Regions from separate parts of the Arabidopsis thaliana genome. Here region 2 is linked to region 1. Evidence: chromatin contacts called from public ChIA-PET data. All regions are on one chromosome and are shown on one strand. Each heading gives the region's core, a stretch centred on a gene start, on an enhancer-like site or on the middle of the called end of the contact. The rest is flanking DNA. Distances are from core to core; before and after follow the strand shown.

Region 1 (7,791 bases), core at 2,778-5,277:
TAGTAAGCAAAAGGGAGGGACCTTCCTTTTTTGGAGTTTGGAGTCTGTAACATCTGTTGAAGTTAGAGATGAGAAGTCATTCGAGTTGTGGCATCAACGGATGGGACATCCTTCAGCTAAAGTAGTTGGTCTTCTTCCTTTAATCTCAAATGTTATTTCTTCTGAAATTTTGAATAAAGCATGCGATATATGTCTCCGCGCTAAGCAAACCCGGTTGTCTTTTCCAATAAGTGAGAATAAAACGAAAAGGATTTTTGATCTTATTCACTGTGATTTATGGGGTCCATATCGAACTCCAACACACTCTGGTGCTCGTTATTTCTTAACTATCGTTGATGATTACTCTCGAGGAGTGTGGTTATATTTGCTTAACGAAAAATCTGAGGCACCAAATGTTTTGAAGAACTTCATAGCCATGACTGAACGACAATTCGAAACCCAAGTTTAAGTCATAAGAAGTGATAACGGCTCTGAATTTGTTAGTTTGAATGAGTTCTTCAAGAAACAAGAGATTGTTCATGAGACATCATGCGTCGGCACTCCTCAGCAGAATGGACGGGTTGAAAGAAAGCACAGACATATTCTAAACGTGGCCAGAGCTCTACAGTTTCAAGCTAACTTGCCCATTGAGTTTTGGGGGAATGTGTTCTCAGAGCGGCATATTTAATCAATCGAACACCGAGTATGGTCTGGAAAGGAATGACTCCTTATGAACGGATATACAATGCTAAACCGGTGTATGATCACATTCGAATTCTTGGGAACACGTGCTATGCTCACGACCAATCACATGGAGGCGATAAGTTCGCATCGCGAAGCCGTCGATGTGTATTCATGGGATATCCGTACGGGAAAAAGGGGTGGCAGTTATATGATCTAGAGAAGTGTCAATTCTTTGTCTCAAGAGATGTGGTGTTCTTTGAACATGAATTTCCATTTAAATCGGATGTTGCAGAAGAATTTGTGGAAGAAGCTGAAAATTTTAACATAGCTTCTTTGTACGTCGAGGAAGAAGAAACAGAGAGAAGATTGGGCCAGTTGGGCCAACTTAATGCTGAAAGCCCACTTGTTACAACTAATTCAGATGGGCTGCCCATAAGCCCAATTCGAAATAATGAAGAAGCTATTATTAGTGAAAATCAAAACGACGTTGCAGTTGAAACTTCACGTCACGTTCCTCTTCGTAACTTGCCATCATCTTCTTCCTCAGAGATTCCACGATCGACGACGTCACGACCTCCACCATTAACATCACCGCAAGTACAAACAAAGAAATCGTTTCCTACTGAACAATTGGGTCGAGGAAAGAGGCAGAGAACACATTCAGTAAAATTGAAGGAATTCGTGATTGAGACTGGAAATCCAAAAACAAAGAAGAACAAGTCCACATCTGAGTATCTGATTGCCAATTACGTTGACTGTGAGCGTTTCTCTGAGTCACATAAAGCATACATGGTTGCAATTACTCAGGGCGTAGAGGCAAAATCGTTTAAAAAGGCAATGGAAGACGATAGATTGAAAGGGGCAATGGGTTCATAAATTGATTCTCAGGAAAGAAATCATTCGTTGACCATAGAGGATTTGCCTAAAGGGAAAAAGGCAATAGGATGTAAATGGGTTTACAAGATCAAATACAAGTCTGATGGCACCTTGGAGAGACATAAAGCCAAACTGGTTGCTCTTGGAAACAAACAAGTTGAAGGAGTAGACTATGGATAAACTTTTGCGCCGGTAGCTAAAATGGGAACCGTGAGATTGTTCTTAGATACGGCAGTTAAGAACAAGTGGGATGTTCACCAGAAGGACGTCTACAATGTGTTTCTTCACGGCGACCTTGAAGAAGAAATTTATATGAAGCTACCATCAGGGTTTAAAGCAACCGATCCGAACAAGGTATGCAGACTTCGAAAGTCTATTTATGGATTGAAGCAGAGTCCGAGGTCCTGGTTTGCCAAATTGTCTACGGCGTTAAAAAATTTGAATTTGAGCAAAATCTCTCTGATTATTCATTGTTCACCAAGGATGCAAATGGAGAGTCACTTCACGTTTTAGTGTATGTCGACGATCTCACTTAAGGTCATGAATGATTTTAAAGATTACTTGTTGTCGTGCTTTCACATGAAGGACTTAGGCCAATTAAAATACTTCCTGGGAATTGAAGTAGCAAGAAACTCTACCGGTATGTATCTTTGTTAAAGAAAGTACGCATTGGACATTATCTCAGATGTTGGACTACTTGGTGCGAAACCTGTAGCGTTTCCTTTGGAAACAAACAATGACTTGTCATTGTCGAAGTCCGCGTTTTTAAACAACCCTGAACCTTATAGAAGATTGGTGGGTAGATTGATATACTTGGCTGTGACTCGACCCGATTTAGCGTTCTCTTTTCACTTTCTTGCTCTGTTTATGCAAAAGCCGAGAGAAGATCATTGGGGAGCAGCCTTGCGGGTGGTTCGATATTTGAAAAACAATCCTGGTCAGGGGATATTGTTACGAGCAGACACACCTTTTCAATTGTCCGGATGGTGTGATAGTGACTACGCAAGCTGCAGGCTATCAAGAAAATCCGTAACTGGATACTTCATATAGCTGGGAGGGTCACCTATCTCATGGAAGACGAAAAAGCAAAAGACAGTGAGTAGATCCTCGGAAGAAGCAGAATACCGAGCATTGGCATATTTGACTCAAGAATTGATTTGGTTAAAAACAATTCTTTCAGCGCTCGGAGTCAAACACAATCAACCGATGAATGTTCGCTGCGATAGCAAAGCCGCCATTCATATCGCAACAAACCCAGTGTTTCATGAGCGCACAAAACATGTGGAGGTCGATTGCCACTTTGTCCGAGAAGAGGTGATAACTAAAAACATTTGTCTCCTACATGTCAAGAGTGAGTCTCAGCTTGCTGATATTTTTACTAAACCATTGGGAAGACAAGAGTTTTATCGTTTTTGTTTCAAGTTGGGCATTACAGACCTCCATGCTCCAACTTGAGGGAGGGTATTAGCGAGATATGCAGGCAGTTTGGAACAAGAAGTTGTTAAGGTTGTTCCACAAGTTTTTTATAGTTGTAGATTTGATTTTATCGGATCCTCTTAAAGATTCTTTTGTAATCTATTTAAAGCATTGTAAACACTTCTCTTGAATATATCAGAAAACTGAACATATTTTCCCAGTCACGATCTCTGAATTCACAAAATAAAACTCCATTTAAGCAACTATACCCAAAATTTATAACATAACTCCTGATTCGCAAAACATTCCCAATCCCAATTCTTCAAAATACGATATAAATTGGAAAATTTGAAGTAAAAGACGCATTCAATACATACTCGTCTCCATACCAACCAACACATGCGATTCAAAACTCCCATTTAAACCCAATCACTGAGAGAAAAGTTTTAAAATTTAGAGATTACAAAAGGGTGGCCACTTAAGAGAAAAAAGTTAAGATTTAGAGAGCGTACCCAATCAAACATCCCTCCTCTGATGTTGGTGATGGCCAAATCCTTTACATTCCCTTTTCAAAACGGAAGAGGGCGCTAACAAGAGGATTGACGAACAAGCTTGAGATCGAGAATCTCCTTGACTTGAACCAATAAGATTGCAACTCCGCAGGACGAATCGAACATCAACAACAGAGAAAACCGATCTCTGTCCTTAAGAGGCTAGATCTGGGAACACGAATCAAGTGAGATAAACTCAGATCGACCCAAAGGGGATCAATAAATTGGAGCGCCATCATCCTTAAACATGAGCTAAGGAGATGTCTTGAGCTGCTGCTAATCGAGATCTCAAATCAGGAACTCTATATCCCTGCTAATCACCGCTAAAACAACAGATGATGGATTAAATAACTCCAAAGACACAAACGAAGAAGCTGCTAGGTTCAAATCCCCAACAAAGAACATAACATTGTTTAGAAGTGAAAGATTGAGAAGAGAAGAAGCGATAGAAATAGAGAGAGATTTGATAGTGTATTTCATTGATAAGCAACCCTAAATTTGAGAATCCGCTTAAGTCTCTGAGTTGCAATAGTAAACGACAACGTATTCAATGTAAAAGAGAAAGGACAAACCCTCTTTCTCAATTAGAGGTTTACTAATACTTCAAACGAATTTTCATAAGTTCGTTTTCAGTACAAGAAGAATCTTTTTCATTGCACAAAAAAAAGAAGAATCTTCTTCTTGCTTCATGTATATATTCTAAAGTAGCCACAAAGATTTAGAACATTTTATTGTCTATTATTGTTTCGCCCAAATTTTAGTTCTGACAATTTAATAGGGAGATGAAAAAAAATTAGATGCCAATTAAAATTTTTATGATTTAATTTTTAAGTTGAGCACAAAGTTAAAACTTTAGAATTTATAATATAGGGTTTTGGATTTAAAATCAGAAATTTGGAATTAGAATTCTAATTTTAAATATAATAATTGAATTTTTTTTAGGGATTTCAATTTATAAGTATAAAACGAATTAAAAAAACAATGGTAAAGTAAATATGTAAATAAATATAAATGTTTCTTTTATGTATATATAATGATTATGTTTTGGTTTATGAATTAATTTCTGTGATTCAGTGCTTAATCAAACCCGAGCCATGTTTGTAGTAGGTGACGGTCGTTGCCGTCTTCTTCGTTCCAAAATGTTGGACACACTCTTTCGCCGGTTGAGTCGCCATTGTTAGGATTTTATGATTTCCGTGCTTTTTCTGCAGCCAAGGAGATTATATGAGTAGAGAAAAAAAACATAATGCGTTAAGCTTTTATAGGTCAACGTGATGATGGACTGACTTTGAAGGCCCATAAATTAGGGTAACTATGACCTGTTACAATGTTTATGGGTACATAACTTAGATTAACCGACTACATCTTCTAATAAACCAACGGGTTTCGTCAATTTCGAAGATTCGCAAAAAACGGATGTATGTGGTCAACCACTAGATTTAGATTTCAAAGATGTGTTTTTTTTGTACCATTTTCGCTAGGAACTTGTAAGTATGCGAGCTAAACGACAACTTATGGTTAAAATGATCGGTTATATCTTTCATGTTTTTTGATCAAATGAGTTTCTAATTTTGTTACCAAAAATTTTGGTTTTTGATTGATATTCGGTTTATATGCGGTTAAATCGGATTGATTGCTGACAACCAAAAATAAATCAGATCGGTTAGATTTAATATAATTAACAAACAAACAAAAAAACAAAATAGGCCATTTGTGAAACAAAACCCAAATAAAAATTGGGCATTTTTTAATACAACTCAAACAAAGTTGGGCCTTTTTGCTTAGAGAAACAAAATCAAGGCCTCTTAATTTTTATTTATTTATTTATTTCAGATCTACATATATGTGTGTACCTTCTTCTTTGCGAGACATGTTAATAAAGTGAGGCTTACAGTTCCAGGGTAAAAAGTTTTAGAAATGTTCCGGGCAGCTTCAGCGATTCGATTTACATTTGTTGTGGTATTTAAAATTGATTTTGGTTTGGTTTACATTGGTTTAGAGAATGAAAACAGAAAAACAAAAAACTTGTGCGATGTGTTTTTGAGAGAGAAGTGCGTCGATTGAAAAAGGCATGATTTCGAAAGGGGTACACCCATAGAATTGCTCTAACTCGCTCAACGCGCACTTGGTGAGAGGGGGTGTGAAATAGAGCCTTCTGATTGGGTGAAAAAATCTAAGAAATTGAAATAGTAGACATGTTGCTAGCTCCTCTTCTATGTTATTTAAAAAGTCAATTTTAAAGTTTGCATTCAAATGGTTCTCATAATATAAATACATATATATATTTATATATATGTATATGTTTTAAAGAGTTTATCTACACTATTAAAATAAGAAACATTTAAAGAGTTAATGATATTTTTCGTTGCAAAATTGATAATATAATTTTATTAAAAACATTATTATTTTTATTATGAATTTAGTTTAGTTGCTAATAATTTTATATTTACATAATATATAAAGGAAAAAACAAATAAGATCTTGTATCTCTAAACATATTTCGATTTGAAAAAAAAAAAATATTGGATAGAATGTATGTCGCATATTTGTTTTGGCTATGTACTTAATCTGTTATAGTTTGTAAATGAGAAAATATCGGAATATATTTATAACATAATTATTATTACTTAGTTTTTATTATTAAAATATTTTGTATTTTTCAATTAATGGCATTTGATTTATGTTGATTGTTTTTTGTTTTATCTATAATAAATTGAAAAATACAAAATAGTTCGATTTATATTCGAAATAAATATATTGATGCTGAATATTTAGTTATTTAATATTTGATGTTTTGTTTAGTAGACAAATCATAGTAAAAATAGTGACGAAGCAAATCTCGGAATATATTGGATCATTTAATCAGGTTATTTGTTTTTGCAAAAAATTAATAAAGGATCCAAATCAAAAATATTTATTTAGTTGTATTAGTTGTTAATTTATCAGGTTATTTATTTATTTGTCAAAGATATCCTCACAGTTGTAGTTCACAAAATGTTTTTCAGTTAATAGTATAGATTTTGTGATAAAGAATCATTAGAGAGATAAGCATGGCCCTATCTTCAATGATTTTTGTTCATACATGTCTTTTCAATATGATAAATATCTTAAGAATCTCCCTTTTAATTATCTAACTAGGTCACCCGTGGGCATCTGTTACATCTCAATTCTGTGTATTTCACAAAGAATCTACTATATTTTCTTTATCTGTAAACATGTTGTATATTTAGTCTTGTCAAACCATATTTTGTTTAGTAAATATAGTTTTCTTGGTTTGCAGTATAAAAAATATATGTCTACAGTTGGTATGTACGTTTTGGAACGTAATTGTATATTTAGTATATGTAGGTGTACACATAGTATTTGTACAGTTTCGTGTATGTCATTAACATGTAAGCTAATTATAAAATTTGATAATTTAATACTTGGAAAATGTCTTTCTTCAAACTTCAAACTCATAATTAAAAAAAAAAAAGAATATTAATAAACTTCTCCACTAGTATTAAAAAAAGCTTGCATTAAGAAAATGGGAAAACGAAAAGCTTTTTAATAATTATTCCAACCTGCAAATTTAAAAACGACTAAATTAGCATGTTATATAATTTTGCAAAATGATATTTATTTTATAATAATCAAACTAAATAAATCCTGTAGAAATAATCTACTAAAGGTTTTGAAATATTTCTTTGAAAACAACATTTGCTGTTTCTTTCTTCTGTATTCCTTACCTTCTGTAATAAGAACCTTCAGCCCTGCCTTTGATTTCACTCTAGACATAGCGACATACAACTGTCCATGTGAGAAAACAGGCTTCGACAAATATATGCCAACATTGGCTAATGACTGGCCTTGGCTCTTATTGATCGTCACTGCAAATGTAACAGATAAAGGAAACTGCCTTCGTCGCATTTTAATGGGCAATCTACGATCCAAAGGAATTAGGGGCATCCTGGGAATAAGGACCGGTTTACCAACTCTAGTACCTTCTAATATACGTCCTTGCACCGGTTTATCTCCAAGTCTGATGACATAGCTCAAATTGCCTTAAGCTTACTCCCTCAAATAAGAGATCGTCGTTAGCACTTAAGGGTCGAATTCCACTGATCTCTCGATGTTCAAACAATAGACTTATGGTGTTATTAAATAAGCTAGACAAAGTAATTGAATGTAAAAGACAAATAAGCAAGTAAACGAAGTGTAGATTTAAGTGATTAAAGCGTCAGGTCTAAGGAATTATCTCGGGAGATAGATAAAGTGTAGATCTAGCTAATATAAGGATTGTTAT
Region 2 (7,791 bases), core at 1,390-3,889, 110 kb after region 1:
TTCTACGCATTTGTTTTAACAACCGTGTATTTGAGGGTTTTAAAAAAAAGGAGAAATAAAGAAGAAAAATTAAAAATGGCTTTAAAAACTTTAAAAAAAATAAAGCATAAAAAGTTTGATTGGTAGAAAAAAAAACTGTGAGGACTTTAGAATACTCTTAAAGTCCTGGAAGTCATGTGCCAATCACCCCCTTTAACCTGAATACGCCAAGCGTTTTTGTAAGGCTTAAGCGATTTCAAAGGAGTAAATGGAAGAGGATTAGCGAGCATCATTTAAAAAAAACAAAATTAGAAATGAATGTATGAGTCTAAGATGAGTGAGTAGATTGAAATGAGGGGTCCGATATTTATAAGAATAAGTGGTTAAGTAAAAAACAAATACGCAAAAGATATTATTCCTGAAAATCAAGTTTATTCCATATCACAAAATCTCATAATTATAGGAAAATGTTTAGCATTTACCGTAAAAGTGGGTATGTATATATGGAATACGTGTGGAAAATGTAAGATAATTCCAAATGAAGATCCAAATGGAATATTAGATGTGCTATAATTATGGAGAAGTGATATATTCGAATGCTGGAAACGAAGATACGCAATAAATTAAATGAAATTAATACGATTCGTTGCCTGATATATAGTCAGATAATTTTTTTGCATGAAACTACAAAATCGTACGGCTAGTAATTAATCTATTCAATGGCTAGGATTAAACGGAGAATCCGACTTTTTTAAAAAAGAATAAAAAGAACCGCGTTTTTTTTTTGGGAAATACGAAATCGAAAGGCTAAAAACAACTCAATTCAATGGCCAGGATTAAAGGCGAGTACCCAAATTTTTAATACCAGGTAAAATGATCCGCGTGTTTTCTAAGTGAAACTGCGAAAGCGAACGACTAAAAACAATTCAATTGAATGGCCAAGATTAGAAGTTATGACCCATTATTTTAAAATCTGGGTCAAAAGGATCCGCGTGTTTTGTAAGTGAAACCCCGAAATCGAACAGCTAAAAACAATTCAATTAAATGACCAAGATTAGAAGTTATGACCCATTATTTTAAAATTTGGGTCAAAAGGATCCGCGCGTTTCTAAAAAGGTTTTTTTCATGACATAAAATTTTTAACCTTATGGCAAATTTATTATTTTAGCGAAATTCATGCATACTTTATTAAACGTAATTATCAAATAATAGAGTAGATTATAATTGAATAGTATAAACATATTTTCATTTTATTTTTGTTTTTGTTTAACTAAGCTCACAGCGACACAATTCCGAATATTAGCAATTGGAGAAAGAATAAAAGACACAGAGCACCATATTATTCTTTTAGCCCAAAAATTTCCACAAGTACAAATCCGGCAAAAACACATACATAGACCAATTTTTGGTTTACTGACGAAATTTTCAGATCAGAAAACCGGATTTGATTCAAGTGGGTCCCTAAACCGTCGGTTTTAAACAATATTTTCAACGATGAGCTTTTTCAAGTCAAACTAGCGAAACAGCTATCAGACCTAGACAAAACATTAGAAACACAATCATGATGATTATCTTGATCGTCTTTAGATGGACTATTAGGCATAGATCTAAGCATTCTTGGTGAATCTAAGCTTTTTCTCAAGATCTGTCTCATCGCAGAGATCAAATGTCTTGTCAGATTCGATGGTGGGCTTGAGGATTTGAACTTATTACACTTGTTCATGTGTCTCGCCATAGCTTCTTCTTCTGTTGTTAAAAATCTTTTTGTTCTCATGACTTTGTACTTCACAGCTTCAGAACAAAATCCAGAGATCCATTTCCCTATGTAACGCTCTCTTATCATCTCTGTGTACGATTCTGTACACTCGTCGGTTAATCCGCAACAGTCACACGTCACCGAATCTAGCTCATCGCTGGATATTTGTGTCACCGGAACCGTTGAGATAATTATTACATCCGGTGTTGAAATTAACATTGTTGGATCACTAAGTACACTATCAGACATGGTTTCTTGATTTAAAACCCTGTTGAGAAAATTTCGATCAACAATCTGATTCTTACTTCAACATAAGAAACTATAAAGAAACCAAGAGGAGAAGTTTTATCAGTAGCAGAAGATGAGAAGATAACGCAATAAGCTTGTGATATATCTTCTTTGTTTTGTCTCTGTTTCTGAAACAGAGAAATGGTTTTTAAAAAGGGATTCTTAAAAGAAATTGGAATACATTTTTTTTTTTTTAACGTTCGTTTTGCCACTCTCTGTCTTCTAAATTACTTTCATCTCCGAGAAAAATTTCACAAAACAAAACCATTGCAAAAACAGAGTATTAAAAATGCTTTTTATCTTTGGCTTTTCTTGAAAACAAATAGAAAAAGTTACCGTTTCTATTTACTTCACGGAAAAAACATTAGAAGTTCATAAAAATTCACTCGAATCTCTCGTTACTTCAGAAGAGAGAAAAAAAAAAGTATTGTTTTGGAAATATATGAGGAAGAGAAAATGAGAGAAGAAGTAGTGCAGGCGAAGGAGAAGCAATGTTTGGTGTTTTATAAGAGAGACGATAGTAGTAACTAGTGACGTGGAATATTGATTTTAATTTTTTAGTTTTATTTTATTTATTGAACATTTTATCAAAACGCCGCGTATTAGAGAGGATGCCCTAGTTTAATGTCTTGGTATAAAAGCCTATATTTTGCATTTTTCATCCGACTCTCTGCGTTAGGTTTCATTTTAGCGGCAGACGAGAGAGCAAAAGCAAGGAGAAACCCTAACCATGGCGACACAACCAGCTACTGAATCTGTGCAATGCTTCGGAAGGAAGAAGACCGCAGTGGCCGTCACTCACTGCAAGCGTGGATCTGGTTTAATTAAGCTCAACGGTTGCCCAATCGAGCTTTTCCAGCCAGAGATCCTCCGATTCAAGATCTTCGAGCCGATTCTTCTCCTCGGAAAGCACCGTTTCGCAGGTGTGAACATGAGGATCCGTGTCAACGGTGGTGGTCACACATCACAGGTTTACGCCATCCGTCAGAGTATCGCGAAGGCTCTTGTTGCGTACTACCAGAAGTATGTGGATGAGCAGTCGAAGAAGGAGATTAAAGATATCTTGGTGAGGTATGATAGGACTCTGCTTGTGGCGGATCCGAGGAGGTGTGAGCCGAAGAAGTTTGGTGGTCGTGGTGCTCGTTCTCGTTACCAGAAGAGTTACCGTTAAACAAAGCTGGGTTTTTTTTTTTTCAATTTCGATTCATCTCAAGGTTTTTGGAGTTTTTGATTATGGACTTGTGAGACTCTTAGAATTTCTGTTTTATGATTTATTGGATAACTGTGATTCTCCAAGAACTTATGTCTTATATGATTTTGTCTTCATTTCGTTGCTTCTTATTTCTTGCCTGTGATGTATTGCATCTGCATAGTTGGATTGAAAGTTAGGTTCTTGGGTTTATAAGAAGGCTGTGACTTGATGTTACTTAGCCATAGCTGATCAAATATCGTCTAACAAAGTGGTCTGTTACTCTGTTATATTGGTTCGCGTAAATTTTGGTTACAGTTTGTTTCCGAGTTGGTATCTCGTAAGTCGTAACGTTTGTGTACTTATTCACTGGAAGCAAGTTGTATTGTTGTTAGTCTTTTGTTACCTCTCCTGGTACGATTTTTTTTGTTTGTGAACAAGATCAGAAACTGGGACTGTGAATTTGACCGATAATCAAAGAACCAAATAACTTTTGATCCAAAAATCGAGTAATTAATAACCGAAAAGATCTTTCTACTAAGTTTTTTCCTACTTCGACGTGATTTTTGACTTGTTGCAAAATGTTATGCTCTTTGTGCGTTCCACCACTTCCGTAGTGAAAGCTCTTGTATCCGTAAAGCAAAAAGTCAACCCTTTTGAGTTTTTGTCATGGCAATTTCTGCACATTTTTCATTGCAGCCTTGCCATGGAGACACCATGTGTTCCCAAGCTTCAGCGGGCAAGACGTCCGTAGAACCTTTCTCAGTCACCTTCTGAAGGAATTCCGGAACAAGGGAATACGCACGTTCATGGATAATGATATCGAGAGAGGCCAAATGATCAGTCCCGAGCTCATACAAGCAATCCGAGAATCTAGGTTTGCGGTTGTAGTGTTGTCGAAGACATATGCATCTTCAAAGTAGTGTTTGGATGAGTTGGTATATTCTTTATACCCAGTATCATGATTCATATAGGTAAAGAAACAGAGTTACACATAAATGCGTATACACAAAGATATGGTGTTTGTGCTGATTTTGCTCTTTACTTGTTGTTTTCAAACTTATGAAAAGAGATATATCACAGAGTGTATGAACCATAACCGTACATGTCCCAAATCCAAACAAGTCCTCTATCGAGTGTGTTTGACGCCCAACCATTTGATTAATGAGTTGATTACGCGATGGTGTCTTGTTAGCAATAGCAAATATGATCGGCCAGCCCCAAAACCATCTGATATTGAAATAGTAACGGAGCTGTTCACGGATGGCATCGAATTGTTGCTTCAGCGGATTTCCTCTCCTTCCTCCTCGGTTGCAGATCAGACAGAAGCTGCAAAAGAGCTTGCCCTCCAATCCTCGAAATTTGTCCAAGTCCGTGACTTCTTTATCAAGGAACTTTCTGATTCGATCACCAGGTTACTCACTCCGCTCTCTGTTTTGGGCGATGAGGTAGACTCGAATCCCGAGCTTCAAGAGAATATCGTCACAACATTGTTCAACATGTCGACTTTCGAGGAGAATAAAACACTACTTGCTGAAAACCATCAAGTGATCCCTGTGCTTGCAAAGTTTATGAAGCAGAAGTCAGTTGTGACAAGAAGAAACGCTACATTGACTTGAGTGTCACTTTTAGACATTGATTCTAACAAGATCATCATAGGGAACTCAGTAGCACTCAAGGCTCTGATAGATCTTATCGGGGAGTTGGATGACTTATCAGCTACTCATGAAGCTCTTTGCGCTGTTATATACCTCTGTTGTGATGAAATGGAGAACTGGAAAAAGGCAATCTCGTTGGGGTTGACTCCTTTTGCAGTCAGAAATATCAAAGCAAGAAGAAATTCGTTTGACTCGTTAGTTATCTTGGCATTGATTTCTTTACACGAACGCGTTATCCAGGAACTGGCTAATGGGTTATCTATGATCTGTTAAGTATCTTGATTCTTGAGGAACAAAAGTTGCATGGTGACTTGTGAGAACGTTGTAGTGATCGTAAGCAACATGTATGTTAAAAGCAAGAAAGGTCTATTATGAAAATCCTGGCAGAAGAGGAGAATCAACACAAGACATTTACAAAGCTTGCAATGCAAGGATCACCTGTTGCGGTGATGAAAGCACAAGGGATTTACATTGTATTAGGGTATTTCCTGCTCGGAATGTGCCACAGAGGGCTTGACAGTATCATCAAAAATCAGGTCTTGTTAATACCTTAATAGTTTCCGCAAAGTTACATTTGATACATATAGATGAAAGTGTAGAAAGAAAGAATTCGAGTTGAAAGTACAAGAATTTGAGACTTGTAATCTAGGGATTGTTGTTGCTTATATTGCTTGAAATACTATACGAAAAAAATACTCAAGATTGAACTTTAACTTCCTCCACTCTTATCTTGTTTACATTACATCTTTGATGTATATATAAAAAAAAAATGGAAAAATGTTTATGAGCTACATGAAGTATAAGCCAACCCATCGGCACACATGCAAACTTTAAAAATGTCTTGTTAGCTACACGAAATATTGACATCACATACGGACATACACGAACAAACATAACTCATGTTGCCAACAACAAATATTGTTCGTGTATGTCCCTATGTGATGTCAATACTTCGTGTAGCTAACGAAATATTTTTAAAATTTGCATGTGTGCGATGTGTTGGCTTATATTTCGTGTAGCTGATAAACATTTTTTCAAAATTTTTTTATATATTAACTAACCATTGATAAAAAAAAATAAAAAAGACATTGCATGGAATTTTCAATTAGAGCATATAGCTTAAGAATTTTTGTTAAATCACCGAATTATAAGACCAATCAAAGTCGGGTGTCAACTAAAGCTAGTGAGAATGCGGATATGTCGCGGTAGACAGGTGGCGTAACGTAATTAAAGATAAATAGAGGAATAAAACAAAATCATATCTTTTTTGACATTCTTTTTTTTACATCTAAAAACAAACTCATATCATATAATAGTTTCTTGGCTTCTCTCTAAATTTTAAACAGAAAACTTTCCCTCCTAATTCACCAAGTTTCTAGGGTTTTCAGTTCTTTGTTTGGGTTCTTTGTGTTGGTAGAGATATCTCCGGCTGAAATGGCGGATTCGCCACGGACGAGTCAACAAACGCCAATACTATGCGGCGGGAGTTACACAAGGTACTGCCAGAGATTTGGTACGACAGAGGAGGCAAAGATCACGGTGAGATAGATAAGGCTATTAGTATCCTGACTTGTCTAAGGAAAATAGAATCGAAGAAGCCGGAATCTGATATATCTCTGATAAAAGTTCCAAAAGAGTTTATATGTACACTCTCGAACAAGATCATGATTGAAGCTATGCTCATCGCTTCTCGCCAGGTTTGATCTTTCTTAGTTTTCCATGTTTTTGACGATCTCTTGTGATTCTTGCTTCATTTTTCAATATTTCATTTATACGTATAAGCATATAAAGTTTTAGTATCAAAGAAAAGAAAGGTCCATCCAATTCTGGTGTGTTCATTTATGTCTTATGCAAATACAGAGTTAGGATCCAAGACACATATTCTCTGGTGTTTACTCTTTTTGTTTTTTTATTCAGACGTTTGGAAAGAGCTAAATCGTAGAGTGGGTGAAGCATGAACGCACTACAACAAATATGGACATTCTTATCACGAGAAAAATGCTATAATATGTCTTTAATAGCTTTTTCATGAACGCTATTTTAGGGCACTGTTATTATAAGTACCCCACATTCAGTAGCGTGAGTTCAGTATGCTATGTTATAGTTTTATAACATAGCTATAAAGAACAGTTGTATTATCACGTTTAATTTTCTTAAAAAAATTATATAATATTTGACTTTTTGTGCTATGTTATATATCTCTAATATAGCTGTTGCGAAATGTTGTTTTATCGTGGTTTGCCTTTTTTCAATTGGAAAATAATTAGTCAAATTATGTGCTATGTTATGCTCTTATATCAATTTATAAGCTACGAAAGATGATTAAAACATAGCATTAGTGATATGTTAAATATTCTATTACCTGTATTCTTATAGCATTTTCTGAGATGTGATTATAGTACACATAACACATAACCTGCTTTATAAAATCTCATACATTGACCTTTGATTAAACATAAGTTTAGATCCAAAATACATAAGAAAAGTCTCAAGCACAAAGTAAAGCAATACAGGAGCTAAGTGCATAAGTTCAGGTACTTAGCATTACACAAGAAAACCATCAGTTTAAGACATAATGACCTTGTTCTCTAGCTAAGCAATACAGGAGCTAAGTGCATCTTCCATAATCTCTATCTCATCTGATGGCCTCCAAACTTTTACATTGGCCACCTTCACAATATCTATCCACACTTTAACTGCATTAGAACCTAAGGGAGTGTGGTGAACCTTATGTGCTGGATCATTTGTTGCCCATCGTCCTTCAGCCACAACTCTATTCTTTCCAGTTAAATCCATCAACTTGCACTTCTTATTCTCTTTGGAAATAACTTTGTTAATGCGCTGCCACGTATACAATATAAACCATCAGTCATCATAATTAACAAAAACAACTTCATAACATATGAAAGCACTTACTGGAG

Evidence for each region. ChIA-PET counts read pairs in DNA pulled down with a chosen protein or histone mark.
Region 2: a contact with region 1 is called in an H3K4me3 ChIA-PET map of shoot, with 5 times the contacts expected there. The contact joins the promoter of AT2G09990 here to the promoter of AT2G09795 in region 1. A contact is called at or near these places in 8 of 26 Hi-C or Micro-C datasets (callus, cotyledon, leaf and 2 more), 2 of 2 datasets of contacts at active chromatin or transcription factors (seedling and shoot) and 1 of 3 other capture datasets (seedling).

What each region holds. Positions count from the first base shown.
Region 1 is chr2:3,668,739-3,676,529 of TAIR10.1, forward strand. AT2G09795 (a long non-coding RNA gene) reads right to left here and starts at 4,028. Exons shown (of 2, transcript NR_140605.1): 1 at 3,468-4,028; 2 at 1,168-3,387. It also overlaps the pseudogene AT2G09800 and the pseudogene AT2G09810.
Region 2 is chr2:3,778,689-3,786,479 of TAIR10.1, forward strand. It overlaps AT2G09990 (Ribosomal protein S5 domain 2-like superfamily protein), which reads left to right and starts at 2,640. Exons shown (of 1, transcript NM_126785.2): 1 at 2,640-3,647. The coding sequence starts at 2,754. The coding sequence ends at 3,194. AT2G09970 (DUF1677 family protein (DUF1677)) reads right to left here and starts at 2,003. Exons shown (of 1, transcript NM_126784.1): 1 at 1,304-2,003. The coding sequence starts at 1,984. The coding sequence ends at 1,484. It also overlaps the pseudogene AT2G09960, the pseudogene AT2G09992, the pseudogene AT2G09994 and the pseudogene AT2G10000.